Linked DNA regions of Mus musculus: region 2 is linked to region 1. The links are chromatin contacts, called in public Hi-C maps. All regions are on one chromosome and are shown on one strand. Each heading gives the region's core, a stretch centred on a gene start, on an enhancer-like site or on the middle of the called end of the contact. The rest is flanking DNA. Distances are from core to core; before and after follow the strand shown.

The links. A called contact is a pair of places that touch in the nucleus more often than the background predicts.
Region 2: a Hi-C map of the N1E-115 cell line shows a contact between it and region 1, with 2.3 times the contacts expected there. The contact joins two enhancer-like sites. A contact is called at or near these places in 2 of 484 Hi-C or Micro-C datasets (the N1E-115 cell line and nephron progenitors), 1 of 115 datasets of contacts at active chromatin or transcription factors (neural progenitor cells) and 1 of 9 other capture datasets (embryonic stem cells).

What each region holds. Positions count from the first base shown.
Region 1 is chr3:153,239,264-153,246,189 of GRCm38.p6, forward strand. All of the region lies in intron 3 of St6galnac3 (ST6 (alpha-N-acetyl-neuraminyl-2,3-beta-galactosyl-1,3)-N-acetylgalactosaminide alpha-2,6-sialyltransferase 3), which reads right to left. Among named protein-coding and RNA genes, the nearest start is that of Gm52634, 14 kb to the right of the region's middle. Within about 2 kb of position 3,493, at least 39 of the 459 cell types and tissues checked have an H3K27ac peak or open chromatin away from gene starts, as enhancers often do. A contact at or near this core is called in the N1E-115 cell line, where this site is marked.
Region 2 is chr3:153,393,506-153,400,431 of GRCm38.p6, forward strand. The region is part of intron 3 of St6galnac3 (ST6 (alpha-N-acetyl-neuraminyl-2,3-beta-galactosyl-1,3)-N-acetylgalactosaminide alpha-2,6-sialyltransferase 3); the gene reads right to left. Among named protein-coding and RNA genes, the nearest start is that of 1700012D16Rik, 98 kb to the left of the region's middle. Within about 2 kb of position 3,101, at least 6 of the 459 cell types and tissues checked have an H3K27ac peak or open chromatin away from gene starts, as enhancers often do. A contact at or near this core is called in the N1E-115 cell line, where this site is marked.

The sequences.
Region 1 (6,926 bases), core at 2,243-4,742:
AGCGGTGTCTTCTTTGTGGCTGGATATGCTGGGGTTTCCTCCAGCCCCCTTTAGGAGATCACTCTAATCCTGGTCACAAGAGTTCTGCCCTATGACCTGTCTTCCAGTGTCCTGGATCTTGCTAGCATCCCCTTGGGGCAATGGGACTTTAAATACTTGGAGGGGGGTAAACATGAGGGCAGTGTGGGCTTCTCTGGGCTTCTTTGGAGGAGAATCTTCAACTCCTAAGTGGACGGAGCTTCCACCAGGAAGGGACGGAATCTAATCGCCATGCCTAGCACACACAGGGGAGCAGGTTATTTACTGAATAAATGCATCGCCTGCTCCAAAGTGACTGCTTGTCCAGGCTCTGTGGACTTGGTTGGAATTCTTGCTCCCATGGCTCTGTGCAGGAGTGCCTGACAGGCTTCCTCGTGGGCCACGAGGGGAAGCCTACCCGGAGCCCCACACTTTATGCTGCTTGACTCAGGCTAAACCATGGATTTCCTTACTTCTCATTACTGAGCCCAGAAAGGGCTAATAATCAGCGAGGCTAGCAAAGCTCTGAAATCCCATCGCAAGTTGGAAAGGGAAATGAGTGTTAAAATCATCTTTGAAGCGATACCCATGGCTTCACAGGATGAACATGGTCATTCAGAATGGACAGGTCTACAGGAAATCTAAGCACTTCATCCAGCCCAGACTGTGGAACCAGGACAAACCCAGCCAGGCACATACCTTCTACCCATCGCAGAAGGCCTAAGGACTGTCCTGACAGCCTCACAGTGGGTCTGCTCCCCAGCTGAAGTGATTTCAACTTGATTATGGCTTAGTGAGCCTGCTCCTCCACTCTTGATTACCCCCCCTCCCCATCTCTGTATGTTCCTCATTTCCAGATGTAGTTTACTGGTCTAAATCATTTAATAAAAGGACGATAGCTGCCATAATTCTGATGAATACTGGTGATAGTACAAGAAAGCAGAGGTTTGTCTACATAGCTATCTTTGACAGTGTTTACAGAGGCATTTTGCAGCCAATACTAAACCACACGTCATACCTTTTTTTCTTTCAGTGTTGTGTCCATCTTTCTATCCCTGGACACCGACAGAGCTATTGTCAGTGCCAGCTTGTGTCCAAGGCAGAGACTCTCATATGCACGGCACACAGTCTCTGCCTCAGAGAAGACTGTCTACATAGGCAGACAGAACCGGAAAAAAAAAAAAAAAAACAATAATTCCACATAAGTGAGATCAAAGAGGCTCGGGTAAGTTATCACACAGGAAGTAATTAACTTTGCTTGGGCAGCATGGGGGAAACCAAAATCCAAACAGAGATCCCTACAAAACATTTAAGAAGTCTGCCAGGCTCCTGATAACGAGCCAGGTCCAGAATGCATGAGCTCATCTGAACTGGATAGATAAACTGGGTGCAAAAGTGGACCAGTTCTCAGCCCTGGCTGCTTATAATAGTGGTGAGGAGAACTCCCCCTTCAGGGAAACCAGAGTCCCTGAAGTGAGGCTCAGTGTAGCACACTGGAAACATCTTTCCAAATGAGTGTGCACACATGTGCACACATACACATAGACACACACAAAGAAATAGACATCAAACTCACACATACAACCAAAACACACAATCTCAAAGAATAAGTAGTAAAAAAATTAAGTACTTCTGACTGAGTCATAATCAATCACTCAGGTCCTCTGAGAGCCTCAGGCGATGAGAAAGGATTCAAGGTCTCTGGGACTTTCAAAGGTCTTCCTTTCCTGACAGGCGTTGAGGTCAGTGACAAACGCACCCTTAGCAGGGTGGCCCAATGTTGAAGGAAACTGGGTCTCACAGACTGTCACACTGGTAACACTGACGAATGCTACTGCCAACCTTTAATTTGAAAGAAAAAAAAAAGTTCCCCATGCATAGAAATAGCTTCATTTTTAAATAGCTAAATTTTTGTGTGAGATTTTTTTTTCATTCCCTACATTTCTCAGAAGAGTATGTTATTCCCCCAAGTGCTACAACTAAAACCATGCAGCCATGTGGCAGGATATCAGCAGCCACTTTAGGTTTCCTGTCAGCCCATGTTGAAAGCCACCTTCAGTGCAAGCCTCTTGGGGGTGAAGCACAGCGGGAGGGGTTCTGGCTCATGCTGCTGCTGTTGCTGAGCCTCTATGTGAGTCTAGGCAATCCAGAGAGAATTTCTTCCTGATGAGTACATGACTTTTTCCATACAAACACCACCACCTCAAACACATCCTTTGCCGTCCCAGCAGCTGTCACCCACCGAACGGGCATGCTCACTGCACATCACCCGGGCAGGGGTTCCCTACCGTGGGAACGCTCTGAGAGAAGCCCAGCCTCCTGTCTATCTCTGATTTCCCAACCATCGTGAACAGTAAGAACTCCCGAGGCTGATTACTGGAAGAGAAATGAACTTCAGAGCAAGTAGGCAAATAAGTATCAGAGAAAGGATTGGGTGGCAAATTTAAAACTGTGGACGTGGGTGAAACCTCCAGTAAAGAAACATGGAAGCTGTGTCAAGAGATGCTCAATAAAGGGAGCGCGAGATGCCTCAGAGGGTAGGGGCTCGTGCCACCAAGACCGAGGACCAAGTTTGATTTCAAAGACCCACATGGTGAAGGTGAGAACTGACTCCCACAAGTTGTCCTCTGACCCCCATGCGCTCCATCGTACCAGCTGTCCTCCCTATAAAATAAACAAATGATTAAGCAAATAAAATATATATAAGGAGCTGTTTAACAAACCTCCTTTGAGTCTATCAAGTCCTAATTACAAAATTACGCACCATCAACAGGCACGGAGCAGAGCCCGGCTTATCTAGCTGAGACAAGTGTGTATCTATTTCCAAGTGCTCACCAGGCTGAGAATCTGTTCTCCGGTGTGGGCACTTGCATCTCCAGGTAGGCACTATAACCCTGCTTCTGCTGAGAACATGGCACTGAGGTCTGAAAAGCTGCCCAGTCTGCCTCTGTTTCTCCTCTGTGCGGGGCCTGACAGCGCCCGTCAACAGGGACATCACACTCGTTAGGTTTGTTAGACAAAGGGCAGGGAGACTGATAAATGATTCCTTGATTATTTTCTCTCTGAAATAACTCTTCTGTCCCCGTCCTCAAGTTACATTTAGATAATGAATGGAGGGCTTAAGTGTTTTCCTGGGGAATTATTTAGGAGAAATCGCATTGACGGTTTTAATTCTCAGCAACTGCGAGCGGATATGCATTTAAGAAACAGGAAGATGGGAACAAAGATTCTGTGTTTCTGCTCGCAGAGCTATCTTAGTAAAAAACAGATGGCTGCTACCATGTTCTTTGTTTCTTTGTAAGAGGCTTCAGTCCCTGACAACCCAAGTTAGCAGGTATAGGTCTTATAGGTCATACTCCTGTAGCCCCTGAGGGAAGTGTCAGAGGCAGGATGTCTCCAGGCACCTACCCTGGTGTGAAGAGGTCAGCTCATGAGAGCTAATTTGTCCAGTGAGAATGGCAGGCTGCAGGCATGCCCGGGCAGAACCTGTTTGCAAGGTCTTCAGAGGCTGGACAACAAGGATCAGGAACCTGGGACACAGACCGTGGGGACGGACAGCAAGCTGCCCTGGTGCACCCTCTACCCAGACTGTTCTCTCTGTCTGTGTGTGATGGCTTGGTTTTGCTGTCCACGCCCACTGGATTTCAAACCGCTGGGCGTGTCTGTGAGGGTGTTTTCAGAAAGATTTAATTGAGAAGAGAGCCACCCTGGTTATGGGTGTCTCTGTCCATTGCTTAGGAGTGAGAAGGAGAAAGTGACCTGAAAAGGGCTCAGCTGTGGCGCAAACCTGCTACGGGCCATGCTTTCCCCACCATGATGGTGAGGTGGAACCCAGCAACTGCGAGCCCAAACACACTTCTGTCCTGAAGATGCTCCTATATCCAGCTTTTGGTAGCAACAGTAGGGAAAGTACCAGGCCAGCACTGAGAAAATCTCTGCAAGAGGTCCAGAGCTCTCTCCACTGGATGACAAACGCTTGAGCTGCATCTGTTGTCACAGCCCTTTCCCTCACTCAGTGGCAGCAGCATCTCTGTGACCCAGAACCTGCCCTCACTCCCTCCAGCAGGGCTGCATGAAGCCACCCATTACTGTTAAAGTTTACTGAAAGTCATCTTTCTCAGCTCTTCTCCTCCACCCTCGTCTGGAGCCCTGGTGTCCCCTCCGTTCTGGACAACCTGAGTCTCTTCTAGGCAGGCCTCACTGCGCCACCAATCTCCTGAGTTTCCAATAGCAAAGAACTGATGGTGGTGCCATTCCAGATTTCAAATGCTTCAGTTACCTTCTGCCACCCAGGGGAACAAAGGTGAGCCTTCTCCACTGTATGTGAGAAAGCTGTCCCAATTCTGTCCATCCATGTGTCTGGCCGCCTGTATGCAGGCTGTCCTTTGTATGTGTGTGTGGCGTTGTAGTGTGGATATCAATATCCTGCAGAGGCCCATGTGTCTGAACACCTGGTTCTAGGCTCAAAACACTGTTTGGGGAGGCTGCAACCTTCAGAAGGTGGAGCAGGTAGAGCATCACTGGAGGAAACTAGTTGTTGGGGGATGGGGTGGACTGAGCCTTGAGGGTTATAACCTGGCCCTTCCTAGATTCACCTCCCTTTATCTGTCTCTGTCTCTAAGTTTCTGAGTCAGCCTCATCCACCCCTCTCTCATCTATCTACCCACCAACCCATCCATCCATCCATCCATCCATCCATTCCATCCATCCATCCATCCATTATCTACCATTTCTCTATATCCGCAGAGAGGTCAGCAAGTAGCTGCCAAGCCAACATCGCCATGGAGCTGTTTGCTACCATGGTTTCCTAGAATGATGGGGTGCACTCACAAACTAGGAGTCCAAACAAACCCCCCCTTCCTTAAATTGCCTTTTGCCAGGTATCTAATCTCAGAGATGAGAGAAGCTACTAATAGATATGTTGTCTGTTTACCCGTTTGGGGGAATTTCACACACTCTTTCTGTGAGATTTTCATAACAAAAGGGACATTTGTTCTCTAGGTATTTTGACAAGGCTCCCCTGGATTCACCGAAACAGGGATCCCTTGCACGGGCTATGGATGCTCTTCCTAGCTGTCTATAAAATTCTGCTCACACAGTGCCTCTTCTGTGCAGTTTCCACTGATCCTCTCAGTGAGAGTCCACCAGGCTGTTTTCCATGAACCCGGAATTGATTGATCTCACGTATACATCTGTGATAGAACACACTAGAAACTGAGGGCTTGAAGACCTTAAAGAGAGTATGTCACTGGCCTTGTGTCCCCAGTGATCAGGGAGTTGCCTGGTATGCAGTAGGTGTCTGCCACATAGGTACCATCATGTATGTTCAGAATAGACCTGCTTCATAACATTGATTTTTCTGAAAGATGGAAAGAAATATAACTGGAAAATGGGAAGGGACATTGATGATGCTGGTACCTTTGCATGATGGCCTTTCAGAGGGGACCTGGGCATAAGTAAGTGTATACACAATCAGTGTGCGTGCACACACACACACACACACACACATACACACACACAGCAGTGTTATGAAAAAGCCAACTGAGCAAGCCATGGAAACAAGCCAGCAAGCAGTGTTCCTCCATGGCCTCTGCTCCTGCCTCCAGATTCTTGCTCTGACTTCTCGACATGATGGATGGTAAGCTCTAAGATGAAAGGGACTTTCCCTGCTTTTAGTCACGGTACTTATCATAGCACCAGAAAGCACATCAAGACAGAAGACTGAATTAAGTCACCTGTAATATGTTCCATTAGCATTGAGCATCTTCCTTTAGTAGCCATTACCTACCTATAATCACATTGATTCATTCATCTGTATTATTCCGTTTCCCCTTCCAAGCCATCCATGCAGCAGGGTGGGACTGTGTCTGTTACACAGGAGACATGCACCCAACACTTACTGACACATAAACAATCTTTAAACCTCATACTTCCTATTCATGATAGGTACTGGGGTGTGTGTGTGTGTGTGTGCGCGCGCGCATATGTGTGCGTGTGCGTGCGCGTGTGTGCGCGTGTGTGCGCATGCGTGCGTGTGTGTGCGTGCACGTGTGTGCGTGTGTGTGCGCGTGTGCATGTGTGTGTGTTCCAGATGAAACAGAACTGTGCACATATATTCCATGACTCATTCAAGTTCCAGTCAAGGATGAAACTCTGGGCTGGGCACGACACTTCCACATGCAGGCTTCTTGGATCACAGAGAATCAATCTCTAGCTAGTTTGAAACTTTAAATAAACACATTATTATTCGCTGTTTTGTGCCTACTAAAATCATTAACTTTAAACATGAACTTGAACATACAAGTGTGTCTACAGAGGGCTTTTCTTTTTTGGATCTCTCCACTCCGATTGGAAATAAGTATTAACTCTATAGCTGAAATATCCCTTATGAAGCTCTGTGCGGAAGCCTGGAGTCGGGCAATAGAGAACCTAAGCCTTGTCTTTTCTGTATCCTGCAATTGTGGTGTAATTCCCAGCGCGAGTCTGAAATAATTAAAAATGTAATCTGATATTTGCAATTTAATGAAACCTATCTGACAACTGGGTATTGAAGAATTTACTGTTCCATTATCATATAGCCTTCTTAAAATCTAATCCATGTCTCCTACAGAAGAGGCACATTCTTTCTCTTAGCAGACACTGAAAATTAATGGCAGATGAACTTTATTTCCGCTGAGCAGCTGTTGAGAACTTCAGTAAGGCACGAATCTTCAGTACACAGGACTTGCTTACTGTTTGTTTTATGGCGCTGGGGTTGGAATTCCGGCTCTTGCACAAGCAGGATGAGCATTCTGCTATTAAGGTACATCCCCAGCCGTGTTGCACAGGGTTCTACAAACCCCAGTTGATATGGAACAGAAAGGCAAATAGATGGACAAATGGGTACAAAGTGGCTACATAAAGTCTCT
Region 2 (6,926 bases), core at 1,851-4,350, 150 kb after region 1:
AACAAAAAGAGTAGGCCTTTAGTTAGGCCCAGGCTTGAGAATGTGACCTTTGTGACTCAATGCTCCAAGGCATGCTAATCATGAAACAGATAGTGACATTCCTCCACTCACCTACTTCCTGGGTTCAGGGAGTGTTTGTTCCAAAAAAAAAAAAAAAAAAGTCACCCTGACTGTTCATGGAACCCACTATGCAAATTTGCTATTGTTAGAGGCTCATAGAAACTGTCTTGAGAAATAACCACACAATTACCAGGTATTCTTGTTACTTCCACTTCCTCGAGACTCTTAACTGGTATTTTTGGTATTTTCCAATAACACCCTCCCCACCCCCTCGAGTTGTGTTTTTTTTTCTTTTAAATACCCTCTTCCCCAGCTACTCGGGGCTCCACAGTCCTCCCCCACATGGTGTACAACTATGGGCCCCAGAGCACTCCTGGAATAAAAGTCCTCTTGCGGTTTGCATCAAGACTGTTTCTTGTGAGTGATTTGGAGTGTCACCTCTCCTGAGTCGGAACGTAGGGGAGTCATCACTCTGTGGGTCTTTTAAAACAACTAGCAGTGTCCCTCTGAAGTATCATGCCTCCGCCACGTTCTCTGAGAAAAGAATCTGACTGTATTTGTTCTGAGAGACACATCAGGGGTTCGGAGTCCAGCCTGATGACACCTGGCAGCTGGCAACTGGCAGCTGCCTTACTCAGTTGTAAGGTACACCGTGGCCCTGTGAAACTGTGCGTCTCCCATAAATGCAACAGGGTTGCATATCAGTTCCTGTTGTCCTGATAACAATCATGACTAAAACCAAGTTACTGATGAAAGTGTTTATTTTATCTTACAGTTCCAGACAGATCGTGTCCCTTAATAGCAGGAAGTACGGGCGGCATCGGAATCAGGAAGGTGACCACGTTTCCATACACACACACAGGAAACAGACAGAGTACAGGAAGTAGGAAGAGGGTGTAAGCTCTCAAGGCCTGTCTGTCCTCAGGACATCTGTGCCTTCTGAAGGCCCAGTCACATCTGTACAGTGTCGCTAACTGGAGACTTAAGTGCTGAGATACAGAAGCCTCTGGCGACTCTTCTCATTGAAAGTCCCACAGGCGGGTATGGTTTCTGGAGGGAACTTCAAACTGCAAAGATTTAAATTCCAGCTTTCAAAGGGGCTTATCTTATGTGCCTTTGTGTCTATTATGCCCTAGTTTACTTTCTTATCTTGAGCAAAAGCAACTTGGGAAAAAAGGTGTTCATTTGGCATGAGCACACACACACACACACACACACACACACACACACACACACACACACACACACATACGTACGTAACTGTCATTGAGGAAAGCCAAGGTAGGACCTCAAGCAGAAGCAGAGATAGAAGCCACAGTGGTACACTGCTTAGGGCTTACTCTCCATAGCCTACTCAGACTGCTTGCTTACACCATCCAAGACCACCTGCTGAGAACCGGCTGGTCCCCTATCAACTATTAAATAAACACCCCCACAGGCCAATCAGATAGAAGCAATTCCTTATGTGAGGTTCCCACTTCCCAGATGACCCAGCTTCTGTCAAGCTGATAAAAATCTAACAAGTGCCCCCCCCCCAAACCCCACCCTCATCTACGTGACCAGTGTCCTTCCCTGAGGAAAGACACTGTTCCAAGCGCTCAGAAGGTATGGTCTAGAATTATTTGATAATATGATTTAAATCCTCTCTTTTTTTCTGTTTCCAGAACAACATACTCAAATGGATATGTGTGTGTGTGTGTATATATATATATATATATATATATATATATATATATATATATATATATATATATATGGCATGCCACAGAATGGACAAAATCAGAGCCCCAGGTTCTAGTCCTTGAGACTCTTCGGGCTAAAAGGCCATAGGAGATCCTTCACAAGGAAGCAGTGGACCACACTGCCGTGGGTGTCCAGAGTGGGGGAGGCACAGCAGCCAGCGAGCAGTATACCAGCCTGGCAGAGGTTCCTGGAGCAAAGCCCCACAGAAATGCATGGACTTCTGGCAGAGTCACTACATTTGTTTTGATCTTAGCTTTTCTTGCCTGTAAAATAAATGCGCTGGACTCATTTTTAGCTCCCCATCTCCTCCCCCCCTTTCTCTTCGCCCACTAGACTTGTTTGTGGAGATTCTTGAGCTATATATGAAATCTCAGAAAGTTGAGCAGGGATAGTTTAATTTTTCCCCCTCAATACAGAACCTGACTGAAACATTTGCCTTCCAGGCTTTTGAGCAGAACTATATTGTTTCAATATGGGCTCCCTAGTTACCAGAATTTCTGATGGAAATTGTATTTGTCTTAGATTTAGGAAAACAGAAAAACAAATTAAATGCTAACTAGCAAATACATCATTTCTCACAAATCACACCATTCAAAGCATAAAGTTCACTTTGGAAAAGTCACACCAAGGCATACTGCATTGCATGCCCCTCAGCCCGAAGAATCTCAGGGACTAGGTTAGGTCAGGGCATGAGAGATCTAATCCTAAGAGAGCCTGGCTAACACTGCTTCTAGTGTTAATGAGCTACCATCCCTCAAAGCCACATCACTCCCCTCAAGGACTGGGTGATGCTGTGTGTTAGGTTCACTCTGAAGGACAGGATAGAGCGTCGAGTCCATCCGCCCTTGCCTAAGTCTCTCATAGAGTAAGTGGAAATTGCAACTTGTCACACAGTAGTAAATGACATCTGGAAAATGGAGTTTGATGCCCAGGTCAGAGAGGGGTGGTAGGGGGTGTTGCCAGGGAAGGGCTCTCTGACAAGGTGTCATCTGAGTCAAGGCCTAAGAGAATAAATGAAGGAGAAAACTCCTGCAGCTATCTGGAGATGTCCCAGAAGTATTGAATTATGGGGTCTGTGCTTTTCAAAGTAGGAACATGATTCATGTGCATTATCATAAGCTTTACTTAAGCTAACATATTTATGAGTTCATATTCTGGGCAGACGCCGGGCTTTAGAAGTACATGGTCTTGATTTCCTAACGGGTCTGTAGGGAATTCAGATGCAATCTCTAGCCCATGGATTGCCCATCTGTGAGGTAGAGCCTAGACTTCAGCATAAGACTTCTTTTTTTTTTTTTTTTTTTTTTTTTTGCCTCGAGAATCCATCTCGGCTCACTGCATATCCTTGGGGGCAGCATCTTTTTAACTCACGCTGGGATTTGCTTCGTCTTGGCCAGGTTTCTCAGCTACTTTCACTTCCTACCTACTGACATCCTGATGAGTGTTATTTATAAATATTAAAAACAAGGAGGTGAGACCGGATGTAGAGAACCTGCCTACACATGCCAGAGCCTCAGCCAGAGAACGTGTCTCAAACATCAACAGCGCCTCTGCATCTGGACAATGTCTGACACCTACTTATCACCCAGGGAATATGTGCTCGGGAGACATCTGCAGAAGGCATGAATGAAGCTACTCTCTGAGCTGCCTATCAAACCCAGGAGCGCCCCTCCTTAGTAGAGGAGCTTAGTAGGAGTGCATGTGGGTGTGTTAGTAAGCAGGATGCTCTCTATCTTTGATGAGAAGGGATGCAGCTGCCTCAGCTCCTAACAGACGCTTGAATGCTTGCATGTGCACAGACCCTTCATAGAAGCGCACTTTAGAAATGGAAGCCATATGTAGCTGTCTCTTGTGAGACTATGCCGGGGCCTAGCAAACACAGAAGTGGATGCTCACAGTCAGCTAATGGATGGATCACAGGGCTCCCAATGGAGGAGCTAGAGAAAGTACCCAAGGAGCTAAAGGGATCTTCAACCCTATAGGTGGAACAACATTATGAACTAACCAGTACCCCTGAGCTCTTGACTCTAGCTGCATATGTATCAAAAGATGGCCTAGTCGGCCATCACTGGAAAGAGAGGCCCATTGGACACGCAGACTTTGTGTGCCCCGGTACAGGGGAACGCCAGGGCCAAAGGGGGGGAGTGGGTGGGTAGGGGAGTGGGGGTGGGTGGGTAAGGGGGACTTTTGGTATAGCATTGGAAATGTAAATGAGCTAAATACCTAATAAAAAATGGAAAAAAAAATAAAATAAAAATATCATTCAAAAAAAAAAAAAAAAAAAAAGAAATGGAAGCCATAGATGATCACCAAACCTCACTTGCACTACAAAGTTGTGCCTCTTTTTTGTGATTTCTGGACCTGTGGATGTGCTGACAACCGAGTTAACGTCTCTGAAGGAGGGAGGATTGCCGCCTCTCATCGTCCCCCTCGCTATAATTTACATGACTTGATGGAATTAGACTGTTATTTTCATCACGGTGATGTGCAAAATCATAAAATGATGTGTATTTTGGGAACACCTAATTAGTTCTCCTTAGTCCCTGTGAGGTTTCAGTTATGGCTCTGAGCCACGAGAATATCAGAGAGGTCTGTGCATCTTGCCTTAGCAACCACAGAGACAGTCCAAGGACTTGAAAGGAAAACTCCCATAGAAGGCAGGGGGGACGAGACTCGCAGTTCACACCGTGCTGCCTGCTCAGAGGCCTTTTATATCACATTATAAGGGATGAATTTACAGCTGAAGCCTCTATTAATCATCTCGATGGCAGGATTACAGACACGGACACAAAAAGTCCATCTCTCTAGTCACAGGCTTTTTTTTTTAAATCAAAAACATTAACTAATATTGATCAAACTTTGCTGTAGCATATAACCAGCAACTGAAGTGAGAGCCGCATTTCACATACAATTGCCAGCACCTTGTGTCACACTTATAAATAATGGCCCGCTCCTATAGAGCACCATCTGCTTGATAGAGGAAAATGTGCGTCGTAATTAGGAAATTCTTCTTATTATTTAATATTTATTGAACAGCCACAATGTGCCTGGCAGCAGAAACACCAGAAACTCTCTGCCCATCAAGCATCCACCTGCTCGGGAAGTAGGGTGTGCCAGTTTTACTGCAGTTTCTGCTCTTCTTATTTTCTGTATTTGGTCCAGGTGACAGAGCTGCAAGTAGCTCACGATTTCCCCTAGCTAGGGTAGGATGCTAAGCTCTTGGATGGCTCCCACTGGAGGTCAAGAGAAGGAAAGCGGCAGAGGCATGGCAATCTCCACGGAGCACAAACAACTGAGAAGTGCTCCACTGATGGAAGTTCAATGCTAATGCGCTCCTAAGTGGAGCTGACGGTATCTGTTGCAGCCCAACGGATGAGGATAAACACAACAGAAATACAAAACATGGCTGCAGGTGGTGTCAACTGTCAACCTGGCAAAATCTAGTATCAACTGAGAGATAATGTGTGTGTGTGTGTGTGTGTGTGTGTGTGTGTGTGTCTGTAGGTGGGGGGTTATCTTGATTAGGACAACTGAGGTAGAAAGCCCTGCACACTGTGGGTATCTCCAATCCCCATCTGGGATTCTGGACTGTATAAAAGTTGGGAAAGCAAGCTAAGCTCTAGCCTGTGACAGTCATTGCTTTTTTTTTTTTTTTTTTTCTGACTATGGCTGTAATGTGACCAGATGCTTCCAAATTACTGATGCCATGACCAAGTATGGCTTGAACGATGAGCTAAACCAAGCCCTTTCCCTCATAAGTTGCTTTTGCAAAAGAATTTTATCACAGCAATAGGAAAGAAGAGAAAAAGAAAAAGAAATGGAAAACTAAGATAAATGTGTTGGGGCAGTGACCTTGAATCAGGAACTATGCCTTGCTCTTCCACGGTGACCGACTAGGCCAGAACACTCACATCAGTACAAGGACATGCACAACTTAGTTCATAAAGCTTTAATGGGATTCTCAACAAAAAGAACCACCTTAACAGACCATCTACCTTTCTAGAAAATCCCACTACATCTTCTCATACCCCTAATCAATAAAGACCCAAGAAAACCCCACAACCACGTAGAGAAGTTTTCTAGGACCACTAAATGACCTGTTCATGGCAGGAGATGGCACTGCGCACCCAACCATGCCTTTGCATGAAGTATCCAGTAGTTTCTCTTTTTAATGAAAAACATTTTTCAAATTCTACGTATTGAATACTTAATATACAGATTTGCCCCAGTCCCTAAATTTTAAGCAGTTCTTTACTTCACACAGTCTCGTTGTTTCTAGAAAAGGCTGCCCATGTTTGTGCTGGCGTCTCAGAGTTTCAACCTTTAAAAATGGCATTCACTGATTGTGCTTCCTTCCTTTACCTTCTGCATGGGGGGAGACATGGTGAATGGAAAACAATGCCTGAATGTGTTGTCATAATGATGGGCTACCCATCTGGTTGGATGAATCAGACAATGAAGTGTTATTCATTATCTTAAATCACGGGCATGCATCCAAGATAACCACCTCGTGTGGCTAATTCAAGCAACAGAGAAATTACACACCAGCAGAGGTAAGGCTGTGATGAGCACTGTGTTCAAACAGTGGTAAAGGAACTTCAAAGCGATGTAACTGGAGGGAAAAGCAGGACAGAGAGGAAGCAATGAGCTTACGCTTTGTTAGGGAAATAAACACCTGATTGGAAAGCCACAGCAGAGTGAGCACACACCTACAAGTCCATGCTTCACTCAGGGGCAGGACAGAGTGAGCATCAGTTCTCTACCTACAGTGATAAAGTGCTGCACCCTTACACACTAATGAGCAACATCTGACACGGTCGAGGAGGGGCACAAGCTTAAGACAGTGACAGACGAAATGACAGCGCTGCACGGGCATTCACGCTGAGCTGAAGGTTCCTCTGCCACTAAAGTATCAGAGAAAAGAATTCTAGACACTTATACGACACTACACCATGGGTAAGAGGCTATCTATAACTATGTTAGGCTCATACAACTGAGTTTTAACTAAATACAGATAAAATAACTGAATATTACCCTCTCCGCACAGTCCCTCTCAGGGTGGACCTGGAATCTACGCAGCACTACCTGGCCATTTCCTAGAAAGACAGAGCTCTTGAGTTGAG